Linked DNA regions of Drosophila melanogaster: region 1 is linked to region 2. The links are chromatin contacts, called in public HiChIP or PLAC-seq maps. All regions are on one chromosome and are shown on one strand. The core of a region is the stretch at or near the end of the contact, and the rest is flanking DNA. Distances in the headings are between cores, read along the strand shown. Region 1 holds the start of Act88F (Actin 88F). Region 2 holds the start of AdamTS-A (ADAM metallopeptidase with thrombospondin type 1 motif A).

What was found. HiChIP or PLAC-seq counts read pairs in DNA pulled down with a chosen protein or histone mark.
Region 1: an RNA polymerase II HiChIP or PLAC-seq map of the Kc167 cell line shows a contact between it and region 2, with 4 times the contacts expected there. The contact joins the promoter of Act88F here to the promoter of AdamTS-A in region 2. A contact is called at or near these places in 1 of 1 datasets of contacts at CTCF or cohesin (the Kc167 cell line), 64 of 107 Hi-C or Micro-C datasets (the Clone 8 cell line, the Kc167 cell line, the ML-DmBG3-c2 cell line and 22 more) and 2 of 6 datasets of contacts at active chromatin or transcription factors (both in the Kc167 cell line).

What each region holds. Positions count from the first base shown.
Region 1 is chr3R:15,434,301-15,441,461 of dm6, forward strand. Act88F (Actin 88F) reads left to right here and starts at 5,669. Exons shown (of 3, transcript NM_079643.2): 1 at 5,669-5,746; 2 at 6,300-7,161. The coding sequence starts at 6,316. It overlaps CG6118, which reads right to left and starts at 438. Exons shown (of 5, transcript NM_142210.2): 1 at 1-438.
Region 2 is chr3R:15,474,181-15,480,972 of dm6, forward strand. AdamTS-A (ADAM metallopeptidase with thrombospondin type 1 motif A) reads right to left here and starts at 2,013. Exons shown (of 17, transcript NM_206496.2): 1 at 707-2,013. The coding sequence starts at 1,108.

The sequences.
Region 1 (7,161 bases), core at 4,419-6,918, 36 kb before region 2:
TATGTTTTTTTCTTTGATAGTTTCTCTTCTCGAAGCTTATTTGGTTGGCTGGCGGTGGCCGGTTTTCATTGTAGCATATCAATATTTGTCATTCAAGTGGCACTCACGCACCGAAACACCGAAAAATCACTTTCACTTTTGCGTTTTGATATGCAGAGAACACAAGGCAGTTAATAAATACGGATGCGTGGTCTTCGAAATCCGGAGAGAGGGGAGTGAAATTCAAGATCGCAAAACCACAGAGTCAAAAGAGGATAACATTTTGATTACACTTGGGCAGCATGATGCTGTTGCTATTCCACACTTTTCATATGATCTTGTTTTCTTTTCGAGTATTTTTCTTATATGATTTTCTTGCTATGAAGTTTCTGCGCAGGCGCGACTTTCTACGAGCTGGTCTGGCGATTCTTGCGCGCCGAACGGTGGAACGTAACGTCTGCCTCGAAACGCGGTAGACGTCTGTGCGGCAGCGCGCAGTGAAACCAGCGCTTATCCTCAAAGATCGCTAAGAAATTTCATGCCATTCCATTTCGTTTCTCAGCGGCAGCGACGCTTTCGCTTGCCGCACTCACACACCTGCAAGGTGGAAGCTCTGCCGTTGGTTCTTCGGCTCAAGAGTGCTTTTACCATTTCTTTCTCTCGCGCATACATGCACGTTCGAGCGCACTCACACACACACGGGCCATAGCAAGTTTGGTTCTTCGTTGAAGTCTTTTGTTTTGGTCCGCCGTTTGTGTTTGCCATGTGCTCTGAGTAAGAGTTTCGCCTTGGGAGCTCACTCTCGCACACCAAAGCCGAAATGGTTAATTATTTACAGCTTACCATCGTTTCGATTCCAGTGCGTTCCCCAGCTGCTTTTATAACTTTAACTTTCATCGCTGCCTTCTTAGACCAGCTTTTCCCACTTCCTCCACCCCACCCCCTGCTCGTGTTTGCCAAGCGCTGAAAATTACAACTTTCGTCTATTTTTGTCAAGATTTTTTTTATAATTATATAATTTAAGCGTTTTTTCTTCTTCTTGTCGCACATTTTTGGCCCCCGTTTCGCTGGCAATCTGATTCCGTTCGCTTTTCCATTGTTGCTGCCGTTTTTACTTTTCTTTGCATAAACCGCACGGCTAATTACGCACAAGGAGAGTGAAACTCCATTAGATTCTTAATTATACTTTAATTGCCAACGGATAGATAATGTGGAGAGCAGCACCCAGCGAGCCGGGCAGAAATCAACTTGAATCGCCTCACCAGTGGGTTGCAGTTGCAGTGAGTTGCATTTGGAAATCTTTCACCGCTGCATTTCTCATTGTTGCTGGCGGTACTAGTACTGGTACTGGTACTGGTACTGGTACTGGTACTGGGACTGGGTCTGGTGCTCGTACTGCTCTTTCTACTGGTCTACCCATGCGCAGTTAGCGTTGCAAAGCTCTGTCTTCAGCAGGCTCCATTTGGAGTGGTCTTGCTGGGGCTCTTGGGTGCTTTTCGGGGAGCCGGGGCTCTCTGCACTTACAGTTGTTTCTTTTGTCTTACACTCGGATGCGCGATGCTGCCCTGCTGGTTGTAGTTGTAGAAAACTTTCTAATGTAGAAGATGTCTGCATTAGACACTTCCCCTGGCCATTGTACTTGGATTGAATTGCCCCGCTGCCGCCGTGGGGCACAGTGGTAGGCCTCTATTTACTCGGCATTTGTCAGCTTTTTATTTCTTTCGAGATTTTCCCAAGCTTGATAAATTGTCGGCGAGAATTTCAATGTTGTAAAGTTGTATAGGCAGTATTCTAAGCTTGTGAGTTCACACCGTTGCCGATTGATCGATTCTTTTAACATATTTTACTCAGCTGGGTGAAAGTTTGTGTGATAAAGCCACCGACTGTTACATATAGAGATGTAAATCATCTTTCCATTGCGGATACATCGAGTATACCGTATCCACATCCACTTCAAGTAGGGATGCAGAACCTGTCGAAGATCCATTTAGTCATCCAGTGCTCAATCTTGTGTCGCATGACCACGACTTTCGACCAACTAATAGGCCCGAATTTGTATTTACATGCTAATGAGCAACGGAATATTTTGTTTCTACTGAAAACGAAAACGCATTTTATTGCCAAACGATGATCTTTGTCAATAGGAGAGCTAATAGATTTAATTGGACGGCTGGTTCGTTATATAAATCTCGACCGGGCCAGAACTGCTGGGGGAAAAAGAAACGAGCTAAGATGTATCGCGGCTAAATGATTAATGCAGCTAAGAGTCGAGACCCCAAAAGCCAAAATCGTATTTTCACTTTTTAATAATTAACATAAAATTATTAAGAAGACGGCGAAGAAGCTGTGCAGAGGGCGAGGCAGAACGAGCGAAGATGCCGAAAACGATGCCAAACGCATTAAGCGCCCAGCCACAAAGACAAGGCAAGGTAAAGAATAAGCCAAGAAAGTTGTAAAATCCGAGCAGGAAAAGAGATTTCCGAATTTCATAAAGTCTCGCAAAGAACCAGAGCCAGCTGCCGTATGACTAACAAACCAAAAATATAAGCCAAAGAATTTTAAGTGAAATGAACATTTCCCGAAAGCAGCCAACGGGGTCTGACCCAATTACCCATTTAAGCCCAAAGTCCAAATTGATGTGGTAGCGGAGAAGAAATGGCCAAAAGAACGAGAAGAAGGCGATGGAAATGGAAATCGGAGATGGAGCTGTGGGGAAACCGAGGCAGAAGACGAGTAACAGTTATGTGACGGGCAGACAATCGAAAGTTTATGTCATGCTGCCGGCAGCAACGCAGCAGCAACAGCAACAGTAACAGCAACATGCAGCAAACGAAAATCCGACAACCATGGATGAGCAGATCATTTGTTCTTCTAAATGCTCAATCCAGATTGATTTTTCGCTACCCCTTTAATGAGCGAGTATGGAATCTGAAAGTAATATCTCCGTTGGCAGTGAATTTTTCCCCCGCACAGCAACGCAGCGGCGAGTGAAATATAAAACAATTTTTCGAAAGTCATGCCACGAAATAAATAAATGGTTCTTGTATCTACACACGTATCTCGCATAGGCCTACAACTTCAATGAGAGCAGCCAAGCTGCAAGAAAAGAAAAAGTAACTTCGCACTCATACATACACACTTACATACGCATACATACTATAGACACACATACACGTTGCTGACCAGCAAATCGAAAAGATAGCCGAAAAGAGAAACAGAAAATAAAATAATAAAATCGAAACATGAAACATTCTGATTGTATGGGCCAAAAAGTGGGTCAAGCTGCGCGGCCGCTGCTCAGCCGCAGCCTCAGTCGGCGTCGTCATCGCCAACGCGCTCGTGGCTCAGGTTTTGGCTTTAACTTTGCCTGCGGTGATGATTGTGGTGGTGCTGGTTACCATGGCGGTGATCATGATGGTGGTGGTGCTGGTGAAGTGGCTGTGGCTGTGGGTCTGGGTCTCGGTCTCGGTCTCCAGCGGCGCGCTCTGCCCGTGAAACGAGCACCAACACAGACGCAAGACGAAGTAAGAAAATAAGCCCGACTCCGCTGACGGAATACTAAAGTATCTGCGTCCACTTGCACTTTCTTTTTCGAGCTCGCCTCGGTTTTGCTTTTCTCATTCTGCTTCTGCTTCTATTTCTGCTTGAGGTTCAGGTTCGGGTCTTAAGTCTTTCGTTTTGGAGCACGTTTCTGTCGCTTGGCTTTCGCTTGGCGCTCTTTCACCGACAATAGGTGCGCTAGCGGAAACGGGTTCCGTCGAGCTTTTTTTTTCAGGGGCCCGTGCTGGAGCTATTTCAATATATTATTTATCTTCGGAGCCATTCGATGTGTCATATTCTCTTCTTTTCAGATAGAAAATCATAAACTCGTTTAAATGCTGTTAAGTGAAAGACCATTCGCTGTGCATTACAGCGCCATCTATGATTGGCTTTTACTTCAGCCGAAAAGTATGCTAAGACTTGCATGCTTTTAGTTTATGGTTCTTGTCTCGACTACGAAATATTCAAATAAATAAATCGTGGGAAATTCTTACGTACATCAATACAAATCCAATAGAAATTATTCCTGAAACCGTACAAATAGGTATACAAATATTTAACGATGTTTACATAATGTTATAGTAATTAAATTAATTAATTACTAATTTATCTTTCGATAGAAAGAGAACAAAAGTGTGCAGTAGAAGTGTAATTTTTAAAAAAACACTTAAATTTCTAAAATATTTTTCACAATTATATCAATTTGCCGAAATAAAAGTATAATTCAGAAATATCTAGAATGCACAATAGGCAAATTTAGTTAAGATATGAATTTTTAAATAAATGGTGAGCCCAATCAATTCAGTGGTTGAATGACTTTTCATAAATTAAAAAATAAAGATAAGAATGGTGAACAATTCTGTTCGCAGCCACTAACCTCTTGCTCAATACACGATGTCAATCAAGGCAATTACCAAATAAAACGCTTTGGGAATGCCACCAATTCACTTCCGAGCAATCAGATCCTATCTTTAGACCAACCGCATTCGATTATTCATGTGGGCAAGCAATAAAAACGTAAATAGAAAGAAGTAAAAAATAATTAAATCTACATAAAAGGATAAATACAGTTCGATTGAGAAAATACATTTTCGCTCGGTCTGGCTGGCAATGGTTGGTTAATTGCACTGATAAATGGTCGGCACGGTGATTTCGCATCTTCGGGATTGCATCGGCGCCGCAATGCAAAGTGCAGCAGCATTCTGTAGAATGCGATTGCAAATGTGGATGCAGCTTCCTCGAGCACCGCGCGCGGAGATCTCGATCAACCTTGATGTTGATTTATAGGTGCCGCTCTGCTTGGCGCGTCTATTTTAGATTCGCCTCGCTGCGTGCCCGTTGAAATGTCCCATTCTCCCAGTCCCTGCCGCGGATGCCAATTGTCTTGCGTCGGTCCTTCTAAGGTCCGTTTCTATTTTCCGAACTCTCAGCACCGAATGAGTCGTCCGCCGCAGCAGTCGCCCATTGGCAGCAGGATTGGGACAGAGATGGGGACGGAGATGGGGCTAATTGGCCACTCGAGAGTGCTGATTGCCGTTTAGATGGCCCATGCTCCGACTATCACGCACCTCTGCTAATCACTCGGCTATGGCGTTCTCTTATCTTTCGAGAGCTTTCTCTCTCCTGGCACTCCCTACAAATAATGAATAGGGTCCTAAGATTGATAGCTTACTTCTATCATATATTGTCAATTAATTAAATATTTCTAGGATTAAATATGAACTGAATTGAAGATAAAGTTTATCTTCTACTACATAGTTATTTAAGCTGTTATATGTTATGAGACCCTTTTCTAGGATTTGTACCTACTAACAATGTGAAAAAAATATAAAATGTCATATTTTCGTAGTTTGGAAATTCCCTCGTTTATTGAATTTATTGGTAATCTTAATAAATGATTCTATGCTTTATTAAGTATTTAATTGTGTGGCTTCCTTTTTTTGTGAAGCGCATTAATGAGTCGTCTTCGTGCAATGAGGCATCCAAACTTCTGACATGCTCGGCCAGAAGTCTGAAAACTGCTTATATGGATCGATTGTTCCGCAGCACTTTCGCTCAATCTTTTTCTCAGTGCCGCACTGGCATCCAACTCAAATCGCTTCGAGGGAGAGCCGAGATATAAAGGCAGGACAGACCGATCGGCGTGCCATTTGTTGTTGAATCTAGTTGTCAACAGGAATCGAACGTGCGACTCTATCCAATTTTTCTCCTTTCGTTGACCTAAAAGGTGTGTGAGTGCGACCTCAATGTCGAAGGATCCAAGGATTATTACAGAAAAAGCCAAGAGGACTAAGGATATTAAAACTCTTTTTAATAAGTTCGGATTGTTTGATGGATTTTTCTACAAGTCACTAATCGGTCTTCGAAAGTTCAATATCTAAATATAAAGTGAAGAGTAATTGCAACGAAACGTATTTTCAATTAATTTGATACGTTTAAATTAAGTTCTATGAACTATTCTTTTCCGATATTTATAGAGCACTGATTTAGTTTCAAGTGAATAACCATATTAGCATGAGTCAAAAGGAAATGGAATATACCAATTTTGGCAATTTTTCATGGTTTTATTTACTGAAATGTGCTCAAATGGACAATAGAGTTTCACTTCACTTCTTCAATATCTTAAAAAGTTAAATATTTTCTTGAGACACAAATTAGTTTTCTATGTTGTCATTAAAGTAGTAGAATTTAAAGAATTGAGATGTAGGTGGGAGCTATAAAACTTTACATATATAATCGACAGATCGAGCTAACCGAGTGCACTTCCATCTCCCTTCCAGATAAACAACTGCCAAGATGTGTGACGATGATGCGGGTGCATTAGTTATCGACAACGGATCGGGCATGTGCAAAGCCGGCTTCGCCGGTGATGACGCTCCCCGTGCTGTCTTCCCCTCAATTGTGGGTCGTCCCCGACACCAGGGTGTGATGGTGGGTATGGGTCAGAAGGACTCGTACGTGGGCGACGAGGCGCAAAGCAAGCGCGGTATCCTGACGCTGAAGTACCCCATCGAGCACGGCATCATCACGAACTGGGACGACATGGAGAAGATCTGGCATCACACCTTCTACAACGAGCTGCGCGTGGCCCCCGAGGAGCATCCAGTATTATTGACCGAGGCTCCACTGAACCCCAAGGCCAATCGCGAGAAGATGACCCAGATCATGTTCGAGACCTTCAACTCGCCGGCCATGTACGTGGCCATCCAGGCCGTGCTCTCCCTGTACGCCTCCGGTCGTACCACCGGTATTGTGCTGGACTCCGGCGATGGTGTCTCCCACACCGTGCCCATCTATGAGGGCTTCGCCCTGCCCCACGCCATTCTGCGTCTGGATCTGGCTGGTCGCGATCTGACCGATTACCTGATGAAGATCCTGACGGAGCGCGGCTACAGCTTCACCACCACCGCCGAGCGTGAGATCGTGCGCGACATCAAGGAGAAGCTGTGCTACGTGGCTCTGGACTTCGAGCAGGAGATGGCCACCGCTGCCGCCTCCACCTCGCTGGAGAAGTCGTACGAGTTGCCTGACGGCCAGGTGATCACCATTGGCAACGAGCGCTTCCGCTGCCCCGAGGCTCTGTTCCAGCCCTCGTTCCTGGGCATGGAGTCGTGCGGCATCCACGAGACCGTCTACAACTCG
Region 2 (6,792 bases), core at 763-3,262:
AGCTGCAAACCCAAACCAAAAGGAATAGTTTGATGACCAGATTGCTTGATATATGAATGCACTTCGTGGAGGCGCTCTGGCGCATTTGGATCGAAGTGCTTCGAACACGTTGCCATCTTCAGTCTGTTTGAAGCTGTCGAACGGTGAGGTTGCCGAGAATCCTATCGTGGATCCAACTTGGGATCCAGATTCACATTTCCGCTGCCGCGTGCGCGGTGCTTCGTGGCCAGTGAGGCGTGTGAATTCAAATGCGGTGGTCAACGCTTTGGTTGTCGCTTTCTTTGTGTCGCCAGTGGTATTTAATCAAAATCGAATAGAGAGCCAGAGTGGCGGCAAAAGCAACAAAACAAAAAAAAAAATGAAATGAAATGAAATGAAACGAAATAAAACAATGCGGCATACAAAACGAGACGAGCACACCAAAATATCGGCAAATCAACCGAAATTATAAAAGAAAGGAAAGAACTCGACACATTGATGTGGAATCAATGCAATAAATTAACTTAAATTTGGTTTTCGCTTGGCCAGCCGATTTCGATAAAGTAGAAAAAAAAGAGAGAGAGAGACAGAGACGAATACAAACACAAATAAATGAAAAATCGTTAAAATCCCGGTCTGCGAATTCGATCAGCCCACGAAATTCGATGCGGCGGACTAGGCCTCCAAAAATATTTATACTTATGTAGAGCTCGGATTTAGGACCTACCTGTCTGCCCAGCAGCGGACCCTTGCTGATGAAGTCCTTCTTGGCCGAGTAGAGCTCCGGCGGTGGTCCTTTCAGCGAATACCGCAGGCCGGACTCCCCAAGGTCGTCCGTCGTCCCACGCAGACAGCGCTCAAGGGCACGCTCATCCTCGTCGTCATCGGAGGCGGTGGCTGAGCAGGCGGATGATACGCAAGAGGAGGAGCACGCGAAGGAGGTACGATCCCGAGCACCGGGAGATTCGCAGACAGTGGTACTATTCGTGCCAGTGCTGTGACCAGAAGTTGTGGACCGCAGTGTGGTGCTGGGATACGCGAAGGCGGGCAGGTCCGACAGCAGGCGATGGCACTCGACCTCCTGGCCGCCGGCGGGCGATTTAAGTGAACCGGCATCCGGCATGGACATGGCGATGACCAGATAAGATAGCGATCTCCAATCTCAGAAATCCGAAATCCCAAATGGCACGTGCAAAAATGCGCGCGAAAGAGCAACAAAATCCACAGTATGCGTATATACGGCTATACGTATATCTTGTAGATATATGTATCTTTACACTTATGTTGGCTCTATGGCTCTTTGGCTCTTTGGCTTTTTGCTTATTTTGTTAATTGAAATGCGACAGTCTCGTTCCGTTGCCGTGGGCACCGCACCCGCCAAAAAATGCGAAAATACGAACGAACAGAAAGGCAAAGACTACGGCTCGTGGGTATTAAAACGACTCACACTTATGGCTGCGATTAGCTAGATAAACTACTTAGTACTGGAGCCATTGTACGATCTCATGATGAATCTTTTTGCCGAATCACAGAATTTATTCGCAGTTGCGGTTGGGTTTTGGCCAATGTTAAGCTTGAACTTCACACATCGCGCCGAATGCATTCACTTTCGAGCTGCACCATTAACTTGGCCACCGTTGGCATTCTGAGTTGCTGGCTTTCTTTTCGCTTTCGGCCAGCGGCTATTTTTGCAAACTTTTCGGTGGCGAAGGTTGTCCCACAACTGAGCACCATGTCAGAGTTCACAAGAACACGCCGATCGTTTGGCATCGGCATCGCTATCGCCATCTGGCCGACATGGCTGGTCAGGATACGGAATACACTGGCGCACTGGGATGAATACGTATTCAAATTCGAATTAGAAATCGCAACTGGATTAATATTACAAATGGAACTTTAGCAATTGTCTGATACTACCGCGCGCGCGCAAATAAATGAAACGGACGAGAACGAGCCGATGGACCAGACCAATGCTGCGAACCAGAGAATTTGTATCTGTATCTGGCGATGTTTCGTTTCGGCTCGCTTGAGTTCCCGCTGCGGACTGAACACTGCTCGCCGAACAGCAGTTGGTAGCGGACGTTCCGCCGTACCGCCAAGCAATCTGAGATCGCGAACATATATCGCTCCGAAAGCTAAAAGCGGTTCTCTCGCAGCTATATGCTGTACAACATACATACATACATATGTACATATGTATGTACATACTCGTATGTAGGCACGAGTATAGGGATATGGGTTTGCTGAATGGGCTTAGGATTTCGATTCCGAAGGAGTGTTTTAGAGAGATTAGAAATACGTCAGAATCATATCAGTACGCAGAACAGCCGGCTTCTCTGCGCAGAGAGCGCTGTGGCGAAAAGAGAGCCGAGCGCGGCTTAAAAGAGCACTCGAACGCTCTCTTAAGTGCGCCTCTGCTTACTCAATATTTTTGCACATGTGAGGATTAAGTGTGTGGACATAATTATCATCGGATAAGATAAGGTGTGTTAGCATAGTAACAATCTTTGCATCTAGAGTATCTGCCTTTTCGGATGAAATAATATAAATATTAAAAAAAAAAAAAATAGGCTTATGCTGCATGCTTTATTCAGTAATAGTTTTTAAAAGTAATCAAAATTTGTAAACATGTTCACACTTGTGTGATACCAACCAATTTGAGTAAGTATGTACTTGAGTAAATAATAAAACTCTTTTTACTTATGACTTATTTTACTAGCCTATGCATTACTAATCGCACCGAGCAGTACTAAAAACTTTGAATACGAATTCTTTTGAAATAGAGGATAAGACCCTGGGCATTACCAGTGGTGCACTTCCGGAAGAAGTCATTTCGGAAGAAAAAAAGGAAGTTGATGATCACAGAGAATGGTACAATGATGACTAGCTCATCAGTATCAAAAAAAATTCTTTTTTTGACGTAAATAAACTGACACGACAGCCTTTACTCAGAAATGCGACAAATATAAAGATATATCTAAATAATCTACACAAGCTGAACAAACATATCGTAATAGTTTAGATAGGCAAGTGTAACTGATTTGTCTCAAATTGGTATCATTATAAACAATACTTTATACTTTATACTTTATATTGTCTCATTTGGGCATAGAGTGTGCGACATCTGCCGGATCCCAGCCCATCCAATGTGGGTCAAGATCAATCTACTGATCGCGTCAGTGAATAAAAATAGTAGCCATTCGCTCCATTATTTGAACGCCGAGAACTCTTCCACATAAATGTCTTCTGTGCCAAATTACCATATGTAGCAATTGACCCTATTGTATACTAAATATTTTCTTTAATCAAACGCAGCAATAAGAATTAATCAATTAAAAGACCAGAGCTCGTTTGCCAAATTAAAGTATAGTTGGAAATTAAAAATCCATTTCGCCGCCGTGGAGGTCGGCGAAAATTTAAAAATATTCCAAAATACGATGATGCATATTCATATACTACGGATGTTGCGAGAATGGTGGACTAATGAAAAACATCTCAAAAGATTCCAGGAAGAGCGTTCTCCATGCAACCATGCAATCGGCAACAAAACGCTTGTTTTGTAATCAACAACAAACAGCCGGCATCCAAATGATGCCAACATAAAACAGCAGCCATAACAGAACATCTTACAAAATAGCCCTAAAAGTCTGGAGGGGGCAAGTGAGTTCCCCAAGAAGGCTGTTTGTATTACACCGAACTAATCATCATGCCCTGTAAGCAATGTTTACACAGCCACTAAACAAAATAAACGACTCCTAGCTGGAGTCTCTCCCCAAGTCACTAATAAATTGCTCAGTCTAGCAAATCGCATACTGATCTGTAGGAAAGCATACGTTCTAAATTAGGAAATATTGCTCAAAGAGGCGCCGCTGGTTTTCAGATGCTAATGATCGAGCCACTGGAGACCGCTGACCACAATGTATCTATCTGTCTATCCATTTTTGTATCTATGCTATCTGCTCCGATCGCATTGTATCATCCTAATAATTAACGCATTTAGATCATAAGGCGGGCAGATAGCCATAAACTTTTGTTTAGCTGTTGATGCTTATATGGCAACAGCATAGATGGACTGGCCCCAACTTGGATTTGGATAGAGAATCACTTTCAGGTGGATACCCAATCCAGACCCCTTGTCCTGGCATTTGTGCAACTTCGATCTGCACGCTGGCGGCCTTCGTGTGGATCGAAGATCAATAAGCGAGAGGCTGTGAAGAGCCCTAGACTACGGATCACTATCGAATTCGAAGTCTTCAGATGTTCGATGTCAGACTGACTGTCTGTTTATCCGTCCGTGCGTCCAACACGCGCAGGCCTCTTAGTCAATTGCGTCTGTCCGTATGTCTGTCCGTATGTATGTATAATAATGGGTGAGCATGTCTAATGCGTGAGCTGGTTCGGCATTTCTATATGTTTATGCTCTGCTCTGATAGTTCCATTCAGTCGCTTTTTTTTTGCGCTCACCCACACACTTGATTGATAAATATTGATCCTGATTGAATGATCGAAAGCTTGCGAAAACCCGAAACAGCCATTCCAGCGATCCGTTCGGACCCGAGATCCAATCCAATCGGCAGGCCTGCGGAATTATTGAGAGCTCAGGTTTTGAAGTTCCTCTGACAGCTGCTCAATCAAATCGAATCAAATATTTGGGCTAACTAAACAAAAACCTTTCTTAAAGAGCCCCCAATTCCATGCCCACATCGATGATGTCTAAATTCTGGAAATTCGCAAAAATCAAACTCAATTACTGCCGCTGTCAATCAGCGGCAGGAATCGAATTGTGAATCGCCGGCATCCAAATCGGAATAGGAATAGAGAGGCATGCGTAAGAGGCATTTGTTGTACTCGTACTCCCATAGCTAGGTGGCGTATCTCAAAGATACATTTCACTTAACTGTATGGCATATATCATCCATTCAACTGCGGCACAGAGCAGCCACTACCATGACAGCACACGCAGATGGCGATGCTGATGCCGATCTAGATGGGAATCGGGGGTGATATGGATGGGGACGGGAATGGGGATCGCTGGGAGCCGGCCGACGTGCGTTGACCCTGAGACTTGCCCACACCCACCCACGCAACGCGAATAACATAAACTAATAGGGGTTTATATATATATATATATATATATAGATGCACAGAGGGAAACATGCTTTCCGAATCAAGACAAGACACTATTTTCGATTCCAGAGTCAGAGCCCTGACCAATTTGGATTTGTTTAAAAGAACAGAAAGTAGTCACCATGTGGTAATAATTTAAATATACTAAACAAAATGCGAATATATACACCCAAATTCCCTTTGCCCTTCAGATACATTTTCGATCAGTTCAGTACAGTTGAAATTGAATTTCTAAAGCAGCCATTACTTTTGTCAGTGTATCAGACTGTTCCTTGAGTTTAAGAACTGCAAATCATATCCTTGCAAAAATATTTATGGGTATCATGTGGAAAAGACTTGAAGTGAGTTGAAATTAAAAACATTTTAAAAGTAGCAGAAGTACAATGGCTAGCACCGCTCTATCGCCATAAAAGATGAGTGCTCGCTGAAAGGCATAGGATCATAAAAATTGACTAGAATTCAAGTACATACGCATGCATAACTCAATTTCCCGCTATCCATCCGGACTCTTTGAACTGTCTGCTAGTCTGTTAGTTCGGGGAAAGATATCCGCCATCTGTAGATGATTTCGACCCTAATCCGTCCCTGAACCGATCCAGAAATTCGCATTTCGCAAATCGGTTCAACACACGACGCTCGACTTTCAGTAATGCAACTCCTCGAGTGGCTAATGCACTTGCAAAAGACTTCAATTGAAAATTTTCATTTACACCAGGCTGGCCGGTCATTCAATGGATATGAATCGGTTTTATATAAGACTCCAAAATGAATATTTCTTCTGAATAATGCCTCCGTTCATTGATTCCAAAAACGTAATTGAATTCACAATGGCTGTGTGTCTGTGTGTGTCAGTTTGCCTGCAGGCGGCATATTCTTCAGTATTAGAAGTGGAAAAATTGTCGAAATCAAAATCGCACAGCATAATGCTACGAGTATAATGCCATATAGCTAAACTCGAGCCCAAATTATGTCGATTCTGCGCTGCATCAGCACTATCTCCGATTGCAGCAGCGAATTGAGCGGCTTTTAGCTTTGGATTTGGCATATGGCCTGATGTCCAATTTCTGATGGCTTTACTTTTGCTTTTGCCTTTGCTTTTGGGCTGACTGACTAAGCCTAAGCTTTTGTTTTGGCAATCAAAAGGAGCTTATTTCATGGAACTGCACATGCCACACACATTACACTGCTCGAAATGCCAGATTAAGCGGGAAAACTATATACATAGTTGGAATGTAATGAAACATCATCGCCAACTTTGGGTACACAGTGCTTATTAATGGGTAATTTCCGATAAGTAATGCATTTAATCTTAATTTATTTTTATAAACAATACTTGTTTTTTTTTTTTTTAACTACTGAAAATACTTTAATAATTTGTCAGTTAGTTTTTGAATAAAATACAGTTGCAAATAATATTTACCACAGCCATCGTTTTATTAATGAATAGGTAATGAACAGGTAAGTGGAATTTTCTTCCAGTGTAAGCACTTGATCCGACTCTGATTGCAACACCAATCGGCTGTCCCAGCTGTGCCACCACTCAGCTCCACAGCTGCACTGACGACGATCCAATCCGATGGGTGCGAAGATCATCTGCGTGGCTCGTGGAAGATGCCAGGTGAGCCGGGAGTTCGCCTTGAACCATTGACATTACTTGAGGCGCATTTTATTTACGCCCAGCATGAT